Linked DNA regions of Gossypium hirsutum: region 2 is linked to region 1. A link is a contact called in public Hi-C data. All regions are on one chromosome and are shown on one strand. The core of a region is the stretch at or near the end of the contact, and the rest is flanking DNA. Distances in the headings are between cores, read along the strand shown. Region 1 holds the start of LOC107922270 (probable protein phosphatase 2C 55). Region 2 holds the start of LOC107922537.

The links. Hi-C and Micro-C count contacts between places; a contact is called where the count stands out from the background.
Region 2: a contact with region 1 is called in a Hi-C map of leaf, with 2.2 times the contacts expected there. The contact joins the promoter of LOC107922537 here to the promoter of LOC107922270 in region 1. A contact is called at or near these places in 4 of 34 Hi-C or Micro-C datasets (callus, leaf and petal).

The regions. Positions count from the first base shown.
Region 1 is chrD01:19,809,784-19,815,032 of Gossypium_hirsutum_v2.1, forward strand. LOC107922270 (probable protein phosphatase 2C 55) reads right to left here and starts at 3,197. Exons shown (of 6, transcript XM_041087272.1): 1 at 2,838-3,197; 2 at 1,511-2,300; 3 at 1,094-1,418; 4 at 537-686; 5 at 1-167. The coding sequence starts at 2,262.
Region 2 is chrD01:20,093,464-20,098,712 of Gossypium_hirsutum_v2.1, forward strand. It overlaps LOC107922537, which reads left to right and starts at 2,643. Exons shown (of 3, transcript XM_016852622.2): 1 at 2,643-2,935; 2 at 3,022-3,336; 3 at 3,559-4,789. The coding sequence starts at 2,831. The coding sequence ends at 4,305.

The DNA of each region.
Region 1 (5,249 bases), core at 1,947-4,446:
CGTTGCCTTGCCAATGCTGCTATCTTCTGAGCAGTCACTTGAGGCCCCAAACCAGCTCTCACTGCATGAACCACCACTGCAGTAATTTCGTTATTGTACAAGTTATCGAACAGTCCATCTGTGCCAGCAATGATAACATCTCCTGGAGCAACAGGAACTGCAAAGACCTGATCTGGCCGGAAGATTCAGGCCATTCAGATATTTCATAACAATCAAGTAAAATAAAAGCCTAACATAAATAACCAAGCTGGAAACTATTGTTTAATATGGTAACACAGAAAACCAATGCTTAATTAATAATTTGGTTGACCTATCAGTTTGAGAAATATAAAAGGATACCCTTTCCTATTTAAATATTTTGAAGTCATTATCAGCAGGAAATGTCAGCAGAATCAATCATCTAACATCCCAGGGCCACCAGAGCAAATATCCATTGAAACAGAGATTTTTTTCAATAAGATAACAAAATAAAAAATTTCATTATAACTCAAAATAAAAGACCTTTTCCAGTAATAGCACAAGGGGAACATATGTACCTGACCAGAGCTAGGTAAATCACCATTACTTCCACTCTCAAGTTGATATGTGAAGTTAAAATCATGCTGCTGAACAGGGGATCTAAATATAGTGCATCCATCTCGAACAACCATAAAACCACTGTCCCCCAAATTTATAGCATGAAGACCCTGCAGTAAGAGCCAAAATCTATTATACTATCGAGCAAGTAACTTCATTCAGTAATCCAAGAAGAAGGTAATTGGTGTAATTTCTAATTTTAAAAGTCAAAGAGGAATGCATATTACTACATAAAGCCTAAATTTAATTTATGACATCATTTCAAGTTTTACCAAGGTACCACGAATCACCGATACCAGGATTTTAGCCCTCATTAAGGTCAGATACAAGGATAACTTCTGGCTAAGGCCCATTTCAGGTCTCTCTACATAAAAGATGAAATCCCTTGCAAATTCATTTGGATAAAGACATCTAATTTCAAGTTCTTAGTTCCTCAGTTCATGTTAAGCACAGCAACCCGCAATTGGAATTAGAAACCGGACATGATAGGCAAAAGCCCAGAACATAAAAGGCTTACCTGGTCTGTGAGTGCTATGATGCACGCTGTTGAGGAACCTTTAGCTTTTGTGCTAGAGTGAGCTTTCTCTAAGACTCTTGCAGGGTCAATCGAACCTTTGGGCTCCTCTTGGATAGCAGATACAGAGTTAGACATGAGTTCCCGAGAATACAGACCTGCATCAACACCTAGATCTGCCCAGCCACCAACTCCGTCTGCTACACCTACTGCTTGTTCATCTGCACATATGAAATGTGCGTCCTCTCCTCCAGTATCTTCTTTGTCAGGATGGGGAAGATAGCATGATCCCGAAAGCAGTTTCAGAGTTTTGCCAGCAGAAATCTTCCTGTCATGATTGTCAAACATGGCATAAATACAAATGCTAAGATATTGTAATAATTTAGTAAAAGGAAATTGAAAAGTGCACAGAAAACATACTCTTCTGATGACACGGAAGAATTGTTACCCTGTTCCTCACTTCCGGAATTATCAAAGGAAACATCAGGCACAGTCCCCGCTGATAAACAATGCAATGAGCTATGGAAAGCCCGTGAACCTGAACCTAACAGACTATCAAAATTGCACCACCTTTTTCCAACACTATACATGAAATATCCATATATTGGTGAATTGTTAGGTTTCTCAGGGTTTTTCAAACTCATTCTAGCTTTTATGCAGCTATTCAAACTTTTATTGCTGTAAAAGATGTCGGTACTACTTTTTGATGATGAAAGGTGCTCATGCTTTAACTTTGATGTATCAACAAGATATCCACCGATTACAACTCCAGAACCAGAAGCAGCCATAGGTTTACTCTGTAATTTGCTCACTGACGATATTTGACTGGAGTCAGCAAGTACACTATCAATATGATACCCACAAACCTGGAAAGCAGGGCCTGAAACAGATGGAACAGATATGGTTCGAGAAACTGCTCCCACAACAGAAATGTTCCTTCTTCGGTTAGCCACGTGAGAATCAGATCTTGCAGCCAAAACAGTCCCGGGTTGCAAAAGTCCTCGCAAATCCACAAGCCTCGAAAATCTTAAAGAGTGAAAAAACCTGTAATTCCCAAACCCAAGCTTCCCTGTACCTATCAGAACTTCTATTGAATCCTGACTCCCGCACTCTGTTCTCTGAATTCCATTCTGAACTGCACTCCTCAGTCTCCAAAAATAAGTAGATGGCATCTTATCCTCTTAAGCAAAGCAATTTTGCTTCGAACAGTCTATTACAGAGAACACAAAAGTCACTACTATATGCAGAAGAATATCTCATAACTTTCTAACACATCTAAACCTTAGAGTACTAAAAACATAGATAATTCCTGCTCTCCCTTCAAAAAACAGCAGGAATTTAGAAACCTGGAAAGAAAGGCAAAAGTTTGCAGACACCAAGTTAATAAACCAACTAAATAAATAAAGAAACAAATGGACCAAAATAAAGAAAAAGATTGCAAACGATAATACGATACATATAAATTACGTTAAATGAAACAAAATAGAGAAAAGTACAAATAAAAAAAAGTTCACCTGAGCTTGATTTCAATTTAAAAAATCAATATAATAATCTAAATCCGCCATAGAAAGGAATCAAAATCAACCCAGATATGATATAATTATTCCAAAATCAGCTAATTAACAAGACGATCTAACAGAAGAAAAATGGAAAGAAATCCTAAATTCCTTGAAACCAAAAATTGCAGAACAAAAAGTCAAAACTTCAAAGAAAGAAAAAGCACATACTAAAAGGCAGGAAAACTCACATTTACAGAGCCATCAAAGCAAAAACCCTAACCCCCTCAAAGTTCTGGGGACCTAGAAATGAATCGATCGGTTTAGAAAGAACCACCAGAAACCGGTTCTTCTTTCTGCTTGCCTTGAGATGAAACCTTAAAAGAAACAAAAGACTCCAAATATCGAGATGCAGAATGTTCTGGCAAAAAGTGGAAGTAAAGAAAATTCTGGGGGGCGACGATGCTCAGCAAACCCAAATCAATGAAACCCTAAAAACAGGTGAGTAAGGGAGGGAGGCCAGCCGTAATAAAGCTAAAGCCTGAAACTTACCTATTTTCACTCGAGAATTGTCACGGATAATCTTTTGACCTAAACCTGGCAAATTTAAATGACCGAAAAATTTACTCAATGGTTTTGGTTGTTTTGGAGATTTCGACGAGGGTAGAATTGTCTTTAAGACACTTAACGGTACTCCGTATGTTATGACGTATATTATATTTAATGATCACCCAAATTAGTTGGACGCCGAAGATCGGAAGTGGAAAGTAGAAATATTTTTATATTAATCTCATTATATATTTTTATCATATGTGTTCTTTTTAATATAATGAATATAACTAGCCGTAACTCTTTCCTAACCTTTAAATAGGAGGATAATGCGCTTCAATGCATTTAAACCCATGTTTTCCTATATTGACAATAATACTGATACCAATTGAGCTAAGACTTGATCTATAGTAAAGTTAATATTTTTAAAGTTTGTATCATTCTGTAAATGATCTTTTTATTTGAAATTGAATTAAAAATAAATTAGACATTTTTTATCCAGGAAAAGTTAACTTTGTTACAATTTAGACTCATTTGATTCTTTTTAATAGTACAGAGACTAAATTAATCTATTTAAATAAATGGGTTAATTTGATCCAATCATTATAATAAAGGAATCTTTCAAATACTTTAACCTTGTATTATATCTTAGATTGCATTTTAGTCTTTCAACTGAAAAAATAAAAGGGGAATTTTCTAAGAAATCCCTTTAATTGCTATTTAAATGTCAAAACACCTCAGAAATTAACACCATTTGGATGGAGTACTAAAGTGATGGACGAGAAAAAAGTATAGGTATCAAAATGAACAAATTAAAAATATAGATATTACATTGACAATTTCATTAAAATATAGGGATAAAACTTGCAATTATCCGTTTTACTTTTAATGTGTGTTATTTTCCTAAGTACTATTACAATTATGACATCATAAAAGTATCCAATTTACATTAATAATTTTATTTATTTTTATAATTGTTTAGGTAATTTGCAACTATAAAGTAATTGAAGTCCAATGTTGACGAGGATGATACAATAAAGAATGTTGTCTCCATACTCCTCTGCCCTTATTGGTATCAGAGCCAGCACAACTCTAAGATTTTCTTTCATATGAGAAAGCCGGATTCAGAAAGGAAGAGAGCATTTCCAAAAATGAATCCCTCTAGAACTTCCATTACCAAAGCACCTGTTTCTTTGCCTAGTTTTCCTTTAAAATCCCATTCTGCAAAAAAGATTTCTTCTTTATATGAAGTCGAGTACTTCACTAAAGAGGAAAAGGTTCAAGCTACTGATCTACCTCTTGTAAATCCCTATTCTACCTACCGAAAACCTGTTTTTTCTCCCATAAAGAGTATTAAGTCTTTAATTAGTACTAGTAGGAAAAATGTTCGTGAATATGTACAGTCATCAAAGTTCGATAAGCATCTGATCTATGGTGGTCAAGAGAAACAATTTGTTACTCTTGAAATCCCCTCCAATTTCCCACAAGAATGGAGCCAACATGGATATTTTCATATCCATTTTGGAGCGGTCAGATTAGCATTAAATTATCATGAAACTTCAGAGAAACCTGTCGTGTCCAGGATCGCCCTCCTTGATTCCAGATATAAGCGCTACCAAGATGTCTGTATTGGAACCGTTGAAGCTACCCTAAGCTCGGGAATGGCCATGGTAACTTTGTTTCCAAATTTTACCATGTCTTTACAAGATCCAAACCTATTGGATGCCTTAAAGGTCCAAATCCAGATTATTGGCGCAGAAATGGTGGAATCAGCAGTAACAGCGACTCTCCACTATCAAATAGTGTATCGAGTCTAAGACCATGCATTCAATCTGTCAAACCAAGGATCTGAAGATTCAGAAACTTCTGCTGGGGATTCTAGAGATATTCCAGTTTGGAAATGGAGATAGTGAAATGTTGATAGATCCGAGTGCTGAACAGGCAACCTCTTGGAAAGACAAGCTTGTAGGCCAATCTTCCAAATCTGATGGTAATGGTATAGAGGATGAGGAGGATTATGATTTACTGGAAACAGATATCCAAGACTCTATTGTGAACAGTATTTCTTCTATTGAGTTTTCAGATCGAATCCATTAAATCCTCATCGAGGATAT
Region 2 (5,249 bases), core at 1,393-3,892, 280 kb after region 1:
GTAAATATTTATTTTAATATTTTTAGTGTATTTGATGTATTATATATTTTTAAAAAGTTATATAAAAATAATAATATAAAAAAAATTTAATACGATCAGGCCGAGCTTGGAAAAAAATTTAGGCCCATTTTTCATTTTGAGCTAAGCCCAAGCTTAGAAAATGGGCCTAAAATTATGTTGAGGCCTATCCCAAACTTGGCCCAACCCATGATCACTTCTATCCTCTTGCGACATCTCATGTTTGATGTCGTGACTTTGACTTTGTAATGTTTTAAAAACTTTGCAATTTGGTCCTCAAGTTGGGGAGCTTGCTTACTGTTTTGGGGGTCGCAACACCGCAACCCTGATGTTCTGACACCGGCTTGAAATATTTTGATAACTTTATAATTTAGTCCTTGTTCGACCTTAAGATAGTAATGAGCTTTTGTAAGCTCGTATGTGACCCATAAATGATTATGGATTGCATTATATGTATATAATATGTGTATCTAAATTTATAATGGTTGAATTTTTATATAATTGATCTTAGTTGCTCTTAGTTGATCTGACAATGAATGTGGTATCTTGTAATTCGAACTCGATGATCGGGTTAAGCATGAGGTGTTACAAATACTATTAAAATTTTTTAAAAACAAAATTTAATACTATTTAAAAGGATTATTAAGAAGAACTTATATGAAATCTAAAATGGTCTCAAAACACATTTTAAGAAATTAAGACTTTATAAAATATTTTAAACGGTTTAAAAATCCAAAAACCCTAAAAATCAATAAAAATATATTTGGTATAATTACATATATTTTTATATTTTTCTTAAGCAACTTGTTACATTAAAGAAATAAATATTATTTGAGGAGTTAGCTTTTTTACAAAAGTAGGGCAGAATTATTAAATAGTATTACATAACTTATTCAAGTATTTATTTATAGAATAAAATAATTGTATCTTACATCTTTCATAATAATATGGCTTATTAGTTTTATCATTTTTGTACAACAATATGCTTTATTATTCCTAAAAACTATACCATATTTAGCAATGTTTTGCTCTAAAATATGGGAATTTTGCTTAATTGGTTTAAAAATGAGAATGCACACTAGTTTTTTAATCAACATTTACACATAATTATTAGAGTAATGAAAAACTTCTATATAATTAAATGATTTCATTTTACGCTTCTATCCTAAAAAAATTTATATTAATATAAAATGTTTATTTTTAAATATTAAATTAAAAGACATGAAATAATTTATATAAATGGTTACAAATTGTTGGGTGGAAATTAATATTTAAAAGATTTATTTATTTAAAAATTACTTTTAAAAAAAAGGTGGTGGGTGCAATTAAAAGGTACAATATACTTTTAATGAGAGAATTCGAGTTTGAACTTTGTAAACAATATTGTTGAGAGACACAGTCACAAATCTTAAAAGGATAATCTCCACAAATCGTAAAATAAAATAGAAGATACCTTAATTTCGAAAAATCAACCACACCAATTAGAATCCAATTATTAATAAACTTGCTTCAAATTAGTGGCGAAGCCTTTCTATTTAGGTTCTTTTATAGTTTATAAAATTTTAAATTAGTAAGATAAAACTATATTTTGACCCCAAAAATGATAAAAATTTAATCTAATCCTTTAATAATTATAAAGATATAAACTATTAAAATTATGAAATTACATTTTTTATTAACGTAAAATATACAATTTAATTCCGACCCCGAAAAAAAATTTCTAACTTCGCCCTCTAGTAAATTAACATTTCATTGCTTTCTACATTACTAATTAAATACATTAATTATTACTTTAAAAAATAATTTCATTTTATCTAAATTATTATTCTTTAAATTTACAAAATTCTTATCAAAGTATAATATTGCAAATTATTAAAAACATACTTAAATAAATTAATATAATATATTTAATCAAATGCATATTATTAATTTATGCTAGAGGCGTTCATAGGTCAGGTTCAGACTGAGCCCATATAAGGTATCTAGATTAATTTCTTAAGCTCGGGCCCGACCCAAAAAATGAGCTTACTTTTTTGTCCAAACTTGATTCAATTTAAGAAAGATAAACCCGGACCCAATCTGATCCGCCCATATTTGATTTTTTATATTAGTTTTTATTTAAAAATAATTCTTGAAAAAATATAATACATTAAATGCAGTAAAAATGCTAAAATAAAAGTTTTCTAACACATTAAAAATACATTAAAAAGTATTTATATTAGAAAACAATATAATAAATAAAACACAAATAAATATAATAAATATTTTATTGTATTAAATATAATTTTTAAAATTTTATATTTTGGGTTGAGTTATTTAGTTGGGTAAATATTTTTTTAGATTTTGGGTAATAAATTTAAATGTTATTAGATTAATGATTATATATATAATTAATATAATATTTTTATTAACATAATTTATATTCCGGCCGAGTTAGTCTTCAGCAAAAATATCTTGACTCATATAAAAAAATAAACTTTAAATTTTTCCCAGATTTATTTTTGGAATTTCATATTTTATCTAAATTCTTTTATTTTTTGATGCATTAAAAAAACTAGTTATTAGGAAACACGGTCAATTTCGGACCACCCATTAAACGTGAGTACGTGACCATGAAATCAGCGCCAACTTAGTACTCAGATTGGGCCCACAAGCCCATAACTGTCATTTCAACTTCAACCCCAGAAACATGTTACGGAAACGTAGTTCAAAGCGAGCGAGTTGAGTGAGTGAGTGACTCATCTGATCGTCTACGATCCGGTACACACTAACCTAAACTCCGGTAACGCAGCACCATCGGCAACCATCACCGATGATGAGCCGCCGTGTTTTCTCGTTTCTCCTCTTCTTCCTTTTCTCTCAGATCTTATCCTTCGCTTTCAATCCTCTCCAATCAAACAATCCCCAAATCGTACAGGTAAGAAAAAAAATCAAATTAATAGAAATAATTGATATTAAAGTTTCTTAATACTCATTAAATTTGTTTTTTCCCCTTCGGATCAGGATGTAATTGAGAAGATTGCTTTGAAGCAGAAATGGGAGCTGGAAGGGCTTAATTTTTCAAAACTGGAATTGAGTAAGGTTAGGTTCGGGACTGGCAAAAGATGCGAGTTCCGGATCCGATTTGGAAAAACTCATCTGCTCTTCAAATTCCCCGACGAAGTTTCTTCCTTGAAAAAGTTTACCAAACGAAGTAGCAACGATTTTCTTGATTTTGTCAATGAAATTAATTCCTCGGCCGTACTCGAGCCTTTTACAATGGAAGGTCCCTTCGAGTTACGCCTCTCTCCCGGTCACCAAGCTTCCCTCCTCTTTCCGGTATGCTTCTCTTTTTTCCCTTTTATTTTAATTCCTCATCAATTACATAGAAAGGAGTTGTTGGTTTTTTTTTTGGGGGGGGGGCTTAGTTAATCTTTAGAGATAGCTTAGAGTTTAAAGTTATCTTAATCAATGTTTGATTTGAATTATGTGTTTAATTGGACCTTTGCAAATAATAGTTATCAATAGTAGTAGTCTGAAGCTTGGGTATTTGGTCATCAGCTGAACACTTCACATACTGATCTGAAACGAGTCCTTGTTGGTCATGGCATCACTTTACAAGTAAATGGAGCTCAAGAGATCTCTCTTTTCCATACGTTTAATCTCGGTTTACCGGCAAATGAAAATGGTGTCAAGGAGAAGAGTAGTGGATATTGGCCCTTCTCGCATTCATTCTGTAGGTCCTTACTTCCTGTGCATGTTTTACGGTCGGTGTCTCTTGCTGCCTACCGAACTCGGAACCCTGATGCCCACATTGAAGCTCACTTCCCATCCAAGGATACTATTGAGCTGCTGCCTGAAAAGTGTTATGGGATTGATGGTTACACGAAACAACCTTTCCCCATAGATTCTATAAGTTTGAGGATAGCCAGGTTACAAAAAATCCTTAGGACATTTCTAGGTGATAGAAACAATCAAAAGCAGTTTTTAGGTTCTCTTAATGTGAAAACTAAAGCATCACCTATCGTTCATTTCCAGTTAGAGTTGGAAAAAGAAATTGGGAACAATGAGAGTGTTCGTGGTATGTTAGCTGAATGGAGGACAAAGCCAACTGTTGAGAGACTATGGTTTGATGTAATGACAAGAGTTGAAGGAGACAAATTGAAGCCCCTTCTGATAAAGAAGGTCCGACCTTTTGTTAGTGGAGATACAGTCTCATGGAGTAATTTATTGTCAAACATTTCTTTTACAAAGTTCCCATCCATTCTTGTCCCTCCTGAGGCTCTGACATTGGATGTCAAATGGTAGTGGAAAACCTTGTAAGATGTTTTTGTTTTCAGTGATATTTACAGATCAATGCTATACGCCATTATCTGTCTGTTGAATCTTCGGTTGATTTGTGTAACATATGCGTGTCACTTATGTCAAACCCGCCTTGGATTGGATTTGTAAATAATATTTACAAAAAGAAAAAAAGAAAAGAAAAAAAGGGAGTGATGAAAGAGCTTCCACTCATTTGCATTTGCTTTAGATCCTTTACTGTACGATAACAGCAGTGTTAGGATCTCTGTTTCTTGTTAACTTGTATAATAGGCTGGCCATGCTTCTAATTTTAGGCAAAGATGGACCTTCAACTGTTTGTTTTGAGATTCTTCTCCTGCTCTTTCTGTCGATTACCTTGTATTTGTAAAAGTTAAGTCAAATCATGTTTTGTATTGGAGACTTTTATATTTCACGTCTCTAGATACCTGATGAGTACCGTTCATTTAAAACTAATGCATTTTGGAAATCATTCTTCGACTCATAGGATGAACTTGTTCCCACTGCTTCCTTATTCATGTAATTGTTCTGGGAGTAGAAACCTAGCAAATGTTGCTGGATCTAAACAACTATTAGTTTTGATCGAATGAATGTTAATCCGGGTTTGTATGCTTAGATCTTTCCCCTCATTGGAATGGTGATTGTATCTACATTTTAAAGCTGATTTCTTATTACCTATAGGAAAGACCCAGTCATTTTAAAGCTGACATCTTGCTACCTATAGGAAAGACCAAGAACATGTGATAGGAATTTGCAGCAAGTCAGTGAACGAATCGTAGGCTCAGTTTGACATTGTTGTTACCTTTGAAAAGTGTTGCGTGAAAAAGTGTGGTTTGTTAAATTCAAGTGTTTGACACTACTGTTAAAAACTACAAAATTGCGGTGAAAAGTTAAAATATCTATTTTAGACAGAATGTTAGATAATAAAAGAA